Linked DNA regions of Zea mays: region 2 is linked to region 1. The links are chromatin contacts, called in public Hi-C maps. All regions are on one chromosome and are shown on one strand. The core of a region is the stretch at or near the end of the contact, and the rest is flanking DNA. Distances in the headings are between cores, read along the strand shown.

What was found. A called contact is a pair of places that touch in the nucleus more often than the background predicts.
Region 2: a contact with region 1 is called in a Hi-C map of leaf, with 7 times the contacts expected there. The contact joins the enhancer-like site here to the promoter of LOC100273362 in region 1. A contact is called at or near these places in 3 of 25 Hi-C or Micro-C datasets (ear, endosperm and leaf).

What each region holds. Positions count from the first base shown.
Region 1 is chr8:159,331,152-159,335,224 of Zm-B73-REFERENCE-NAM-5.0, forward strand. It overlaps LOC100273362, which reads right to left and starts at 2,095. Exons shown (of 2, transcript NM_001147801.1): 1 at 899-2,095. The coding sequence starts at 1,979. The coding sequence ends at 927.
Region 2 is chr8:159,564,631-159,568,703 of Zm-B73-REFERENCE-NAM-5.0, forward strand. No RefSeq gene overlaps it. Among protein-coding and RNA genes, the nearest start is that of LOC541958, 50 kb to the left of the region's middle. Within about 2 kb of position 2,286, at least 19 of the 20 cell types and tissues checked have an H3K27ac peak or open chromatin away from gene starts, as enhancers often do. A contact at or near this core is called in ear, endosperm and leaf, where this site is marked.

The DNA.
Region 1 (4,073 bases), core at 845-3,344:
ACATTTCGTGGAGAATTTAATGTATATGACGACTTGGATAGTACTTGTTTCATATGTGACACATGATGACATTTCAACTTGTAATCTTTTGAGAAGGTAAGCAAATTATACATTAACTTGATTTAACCAAAGAAAGCATATATACCGGTAGACTTGAGAACTTTCAGATAAGTGTAACAAGCTTGTAATACATGACTCATGGTTGTTCTAGCACATAACTGAGCCCTATTGAACCTATCAACCAAAAGCATCACTAAAAGTTGAAGTGGCAGTGTGGCACAACAATATCTATGAGGCCATAATTTGCATACTCCAGTAAAAAAATGTAGATCATGAATACTTCAGTAATAGCAATATTGATCGAATTTAGCATATGTCGACGTCAAGTGGCACAAGATTTTAATCTCATAAAATGCTAATCACAGATTTAAGAGACTAATAGACTATCATTTGCATCTTGGTCAAATATTTGAAGCATTCTAGTTGTGCATTCTACTAATTTCCCTTGTCAATTCTAACATCAACCATGTGATTTGTTCTGCTACAATTTCCTTTTTGAGAGAACTTAAACATAAAATACAATGACAAAACATGCTGAATCCCAACATTACTCTAAATGCCAACTTATTGTATGCAGACATGGAATGATAGGAGTACTTATATAAGGACCAAGATCCTTCACGAATTGCCCCTCCAGACAGAAATAAAAGGATGATGTAGCTTTAGTTTACTCGAATTAACATTCCAGACACATAAAAGAATGATTCAGCTTTAGTTTACTCAAGCATCAAAATGTAATGATAAACATAAAGGTTACAGTAAAAATGGCCTGACGTTTTGCTTTAGCAAAAAAATGACATTTAGCATAAGCTGGAGCTGCTGAGATAAGTAAACCAACCTCATTTTGTAAGCATCTAGGCTATATGCTAAGGAGAAGCATCCATAGCACCATTGTTTTGCTCATCACCACCCTCCAATCTCTTACCATCGCCAACATCCCCATCTTCGTCCACATCATGTTCATCCCCATCCTCATTACTAAGGCGACCAATCTCCGCTTGCGCCTTCTCCAATATCTCCCTCCACTTTGCATCTAGGTCCCTTTGCAAATCCCTCCTCATTTGCTCCACCTTCACCATGTGCTGCCTCTTGCTACTCTCCATCCTCGCAAAAGCCTCCTCAAACTTCTGAATTGACTCTGTGAGGGCCATGAAACCATTCCGCTTCCCTTGAACAGCACTATTTTTCTGCGGTCCAAGTTCACCCAACTTCGCACCTGACCCTGAAACCCTGGGACCTACGACGTCTCCGGCACCACCAAGAAGACGCTCAGGAGCTTTCATCCCCCACTGAAAGCGCCGCGCTGGCTGCCTGTCGCGGCGGCGCTTTGCGACCAGAGGCAGCAACTGGAGAGGCAGCGGAGGGGGACGGGCAGGCGGAGGCAGGGTCGGCAGCGGAGGCGGGGTCGGGCACAGAATTGCCACCATCTTGTCGTAATAAACCCATTTGGAAGGGGAGGGACCGGAGCGGCGCGCGGCACGGCGCGCTCTCTCCCTCTCCTTCTTAAACTTCTTCCTAAGCGTGTCCACTCGGTTGCGGCACTGCGCATCAGAGAAATACCCCGCGGGACGGCCCACGGCGGCGCACACGAGGCGGGCGACCTCGAGCCACTCGTCGGCGCGGATGATGCTGCGCCCCGCGCGGACGAAGCTGTCGCCCCAGGCGTCGAGGAGAGCCAAGGTGGAGCGCTCCGTCCAGTTGGGCCAGGAGCGCTTGTGCTTGTCGGGGAGCGGTTCCTCAGGGAGTTCGTAGGGCGCGAGTCGCGGGGCGAACTCGAAACCGAGAGCGTACCGGTCGGTGCGGCGGCGCTTGGTGCGCGGGGAGGAAGGCGACGGGGAGGCGCCTGATGAGGAAGCAGAGGATGGGGAAGGGGAGGTCGACGGCGAAGAGGGCGCGGCGGCGGTCGCGTCGTCGCTCATGGGCGTGGCTAGGGTTTCAGGTTCGTGGTTGGTGGAGTGGTTCGGCGAGGTGGGTTGGCCGGGACAGGTAGGAATCCGGCGAGTTTGGGTAGCCCGTTCCTCCGTGGGGCTCACCGCGAGTCCGTGACACTGTAGCCAATGTACTGCAACTGCATACGGAGAAACAGATAGATGCCAATTGAAAGTATACAACGGACCATTTTTCTTTTAGTTTTTAGGTGTTCAGATAAAGGGAGAGCTACAATTATTGTATAAACTTTTTTTCAGGGGAAAAAGGATCTACCAAATCATATCGTCCATGATCACATAGTTGTAAAGCTCAGTCACACTAAGCATCACATTCCAATCACCCATAACGTGCTAACAGCACGGCCAAAGCCATAAAAACATAGCATAATTATCTCCAACAACTTATTGTCTTATATCTAATTTCAAATTCAAACTTCACTTTATATATATAGAGTAGTCTACAGTGCAAAACAGTGTTTTGCGTGACTATATACACTCTGTTGGTCGTAGCCTAATAGGGACTTACCATGATAGTGTGTCAACTAAAGAGGGAAATTCGAATCCTTGCACTGAAGATGTTAAATACACTAGGGGGCCATACAAATACAAGGTGATTAGGATAACACTTTTTCATATATATGTATCGTTAAGTATCGATACAAGTTAATTCGTACAATGCTCAGCCATGTTGTTAACATACATTAATCAATGTTGTTAAGCATTTTACCCCACTTCATAATAATCATGTTGAAAGCTACCTTGTGAGTTTTGGTGTTTTGGATGACAACATAATTAAAGGTCTAACCAGCGTGTTAAGTGTTGAACATGTGCTAAGTGAAAAGCCTGAAAAGTTCAACACATAGAGACATGTGTGATGGTCCACATAGGCTGAGTTACTGTGGATTGTGGAAATCACAAGAAGACATTGACTAAGTGAGACTCGATGTGCATGACTTGGAGACAACTGATTGAACTAAGGACGAAGGCAAGAAGGACTTCAAGGAACCAAGAGCAAGGGAGAAGGTCAAGAAGACCGAGGTACCTTGTAAGGAAAATGGACCCCGGGCCATTTAACTCAATAGATTTTGGTGTTTGATGATCAACATAACATGTGTACTAATGTATTTCCCAAGTGTTTGTGTGATGTAGTTCACAGGATGCGAAGTGAATTGGACTGAGGCTCTGAGGATGCAACACCTTAAAGAAGACATTATAAGACCCATAGAAGACATTACAAAGTCAATTGAAGACACTTTATACATACTAAGAGTCCAACACATCAAGAAGTAGAAGTGAGATACAAAGCTACAAAATAAAAGTGAAGTTGACAAAATTGAGAGGAAGGGATGACTGAATTGAAAGTGTTTCACAAAATCAAATCTACTCAAACTGACATGGCTTCAGCTCTGAGATGTATATAATTTTATAAGCTTTCCAAAAAGTCCAAGATCATCAAAATCGGAGTTCGGAGCTAAAAGTTATGCCCACAATACGAAGTCGGAATTGCTGAAAAAACTATAGCAGCATATGGGATGTCCAGTGCACACCGGACTGTCCGGTGTGCCAAATTTGCTCAAACTGATATTGCTTCAACTTTGGGATGTACAGAATTTCATAAGCTTTCCAAAAAGTACAAGATTATCGAAATCAGAGTTTAGAGCTAAAAGTTATGGCCAAAATACGACAAGCGAGCATGGCTGTCCGGTGCACAACGGACCGTTCGGCGCGCCATTGTTCGGTGCGCCATCTTCAGAAGCTCCAACGGCTATATTCAAAGGCTAGTACATGTGGCATGTTCAGTGCGCCGCAAAAAGCTGCAGAACTGCTTTCCGACGGCTATATTTGAGTTGGGGCCTATATATACTTCACCCAACCGACCATTTGGAGGTGTGGAAGTCCAAGAGACATACCAAGGCACATAGTTCACATTTCCAAGAGCTCATACACCCAAGTGCTTAATAGAATCACTTGGTGATTAGCATAGGTGCTTTGCGAAGTGCTTAGGTTAGTTAGACCGCTCTAGCACTTGCTCTAGGTGAGTCCTAGTTAGTTGAGTGAGTTTAGATAAACCACAAAACCCCTCGG
Region 2 (4,073 bases), core at 1,036-3,535, 230 kb after region 1:
AAATTGCTTATTTGAGACCCTAAACGAATTCAAATAAAAAAGTTGTCAACTACAAAGATAAATAACTTTTGAAGTTCTACAACTTTTATTTTGACACTTTTTTCATCCGAGGTAGTTTGCAAAATTTGAATTTTAAATTTGACATACTTAGATTCAATTTTTGAGAACCGAAATGAGTTCAAATAAAAAAGTTGTCAACTATAAAGTTTCATAACTTTTAGAGATCTACAACTTTTATTTTGGTGGTTTTGTCATACGAGGCCGTTTGAAAAACTCGAAAAATTAAGGATAAAAATGATTTCTAGTGGCGGTTCCTTAAGAAAACCGCCACTAGAAATCGTATTTCTACTGGCGGTTCCTTAAGAAAACCGCCACTACAAATCATGGATTTCTACTGGCGGTTTTCTTAAGGAACCGCCAGTAGAAATACGATTTCTAGTGGCGGTTTTCTTAAGGAACCGCCACTAAAAATAACACAGTCGGTGGATAGCCGAAACCGCCTGTAAAAATATATGGGTGCCGCAGGCTTTGAGCCTTTTTGTACTAGTGCTCAATAGAAAATTCGATAGATGCTTCATTTTGATTATTACTAGCATCAGTTTGCATCGTCTGTGGAAGATTTAGGCTAGCATTTACTTGTGCTTGTGGCGTAATCGGTGTTAATGCCGGAGGAAAGAAAGATCTTATAGGGTGTTTAGTCACTCCTCACTTTTTAGTTTGGTTTATGGACTGGAATAAGTTGATCCATCACCACCTCATTCATTATAGTTGGTTAGTATTAAGATGAGAAATGATATCATCCAATCAAATTTGAGTAATGAATTCATAATGTACCACCTTATCTTGAATGGAGTGATTCCTCAAACCAAGCACCCTTTTAATGTTCTAGGTTGTTTCATCCTCAAAACCCTCTAATCTCAAATATGTATAAAGCCACCTAATGCCATCGCCATAACAAAATATTAGCCTCCTCGGTCTTGTCTCATAATCTTCCCGCAGTGGCGTGGCTGGGTGCCCTAACTGGCGTCTGCCCTTGCTCCCTGCGGCTCGCACTCTAGCAGGCCAGTTCCTGTCCACATGCCGAGCGTCGAGGTTGAGCCCCTAGCGACTGCCGTCGAGTCCTCGTGCGGCCAGCCGTCCACGTGCGCCCTGGCCCGTGCCGCTACCGACAGTCGATCCATGGCGCCCCAACGGCTGCCTCAAGCAGCGTTGTGCATTTTTTTTTCTGAAATGCGAACCCTAATCCAAAATGCCCATCTGCATCTATCCATATACATTTGCATGGGCCACGCTTCGGACCCAATTCCACCTTAGTTTATTTCTCCGCCAATCCTTTTCAATCTCACGTTATTCTCTTGTCACCAAATCAACCTATTTGATTGAGGGATTGATCATTTAGAGCAATGCAAGCTTCTCGATCAATGTATGTGTGCTTAAATATCTTTTCACTTTTCTGAACAAACATTGAAATATAATACTCAAGCTAAAATTGATTACGAAAGCAGACAGCATCCACTATATCATTTTGGCAAACTTGAAAGCGTCTTGACATTGAATTTGCCTAACATTTTGGGATGACTGACTGTAGTCCACAGGATGACTATGATGACTCAGTCTAGATAAATACCTTAGCTAGGAGCAATACCAAAGGTGGAGTCTGAGAGCAGCATAGAAGAGGAGATATGGCCTTTGCCCTTGCGACGGTCGGTGGAGGCCGGGACGGGCAGAAGACCTTGGGCGGGCTACTCAATGCGAATGTCGTCGCTGCTCCCACGGCCAACACCACCACAGGCCACAGCACGGCTCGGCCTTCAGCTTGAAGGAGGAGGCCTTGCGAACACATAGGAAAGAGAAAAGATAAATGGTGGATGCAGAATAGAAACACATACCGTACGGGCGTGGCTGCACCGCGCCTGCACGCGCGCGTACGCGCCGAGCGTCCGTTTCTAGCGGGCCTGGCTCGCTGTTGTTTCTTGCACCCGCTCAGCCTGGTTATGCAGAGAAGTGAAACAAACAAAATGTGCTTTGAGGATTTGTGGATGCAGTTTCTCTCCAACCAAACACACGGATAGGAAACACCAATCTCACGTAGTAGGGGCACGGCTAGGTGAGGGAGGAAACGGTTGGGGAAGAAGCCCGACCACAGAAACAGACAGGAAGGAAAGAGACTGGATTGTCGCATGTGGCATGTGCCATGTGCCCGCGAGCTCTATTCATTCTCGCGCGGACACGAGGCCATGGCCAGGCCCGCTTGCAAGCGGACGATGCATTCAGCCCGTTCCCTCTAAGAAAGGAACTCGGCCCAGACTATCGAGCAGGTCCAACCAAGGGCCCAAATCCCTCTCGGTCGGGTCTAGTTCTCCCCCATTTCCAAACAAGCCTTCGTCTCTGCTTTCTCCACGATGTCCGGGAGCTTCGTCAACGTCGGCTGCCGCCGTGCGCCGGCGCTGGCGGTCGGGTGGTGGTCGCGGCGCCGGGTGCTGGCGGGATCGGAAGATCTCCATCCCAGCCTCGCGGTCCTAGCGCTTGAGCTTGCCCGCAAGGCCGGCGCCGGCGCCGGCGCCACAGGGCTGCGCGCAGATCTCACGTGCGGCGCCGGTCCGTGCCTCCCCACCTGATCTCCTCCCCCCCATCCTACGCGCCGGGCGCCCGCGCTGGTCGTCCACACGCTGCTCCGCTGTCGCGTAACGCGCATCTTTGGACAGCCCAGACACTCCGCCTTCGTTTGGCAGCAGCCAAGCAAAGCAAGATCCCCTCTTCCTCCACTTTCTATTTGTCCGCAGTGCTAGCTATCTTGTCTTGTTGTGGACTCGTGGCATTGAAATAGTCAGAATCAGACGTATGTCCCTAACCTTGACATGGTTTGGTTGCTTAAGAGTTCACTCTGGTTTGGAAATCGAAGCAGCTTGCACTGACATGATAACACAGTATTGCGTTAGACAGGATGTGCAACATGGTGCTGCCATTCCTTCTTTCTCTGTCAAGTTCCACCGTTTATGATCGTTCGTTGAGAAGATATGATATGCCTTCGTCTCCATTTGTCCATTCATTACTGTACTACGGCCTGAAAGGAATCACAATGGGTTATCCTTTGGCTCTGATGTTGAGATTTTTATCCGGGTATCGTCAGGCTGCTTTCCTGAAGAACATGCAATTTAGTAGATTTTTTAGACACAAGTGGGAGTTAAATATGCAATGAAGCAAGGAAAAGAAAATTCATTGTGATATCTCACAGTTTTTGCAGTGAAGTTTTTTCCAACGGAAGGTTCCCATTTCTATTATTTGCACAACAGAAATACAAGGGAGTTCACATCAACATCCTGAGGAACAAACGAGCTAACTGACGACCTGATTCAGGCCACACACAAACTACCACGAACACCACACATGTGGAAGACAAGTTCAAGTGGTCATCAAACAAATGCTCACATAGGAGCTAGAAAACATTTTCAAGAAGCAAAAAAGGGACCATGCTACTCCATCTCTAGACAAAAGAAGACCAGTAGGACGATACATCAACCACGATCACAGACGCATCAGCAAGCATGATCCCTCTAGATCCAACATCCCATCTACTCTTCACAGCCTTCTTCCGCCTCCTGTGGTTGATAATTGAGTCTTGCGTTTGCTGCCTGCAGGAGCAGCTTCGCACCATCTGTAGCAGGTCCTGCAACTCGCTCTGGCTCAAACCTGCCCAATAAGAGATCAGCACACTTGCATGACAAACACTCTCCACCGGAGATTTAATTACAAATTTTTTGAAGCACACATTATTCCTGGCTTTCTATAAAGCCCAACAAATGGCAGAGACCCAACAATGCATATATCATTGGCATTAGGTATATTCAAAGCCATATCCAGCATTGTCTTAGATTTCCAGGGACAGTTTGCGTGTTAAGGCATTTCGCCACACACCCCAAACATATTTAGCAGTATGACATGTAAAGAAAAGATGATTAGTGGATTCAAACATAGGGCAGAAACCACAAGATGTATCCCCGACCCATTTTCTTCTAACCAAATTTTCTTGGGTTAGCAGGACATTGTTTTCTAAAACCCACATGAAGACTTTA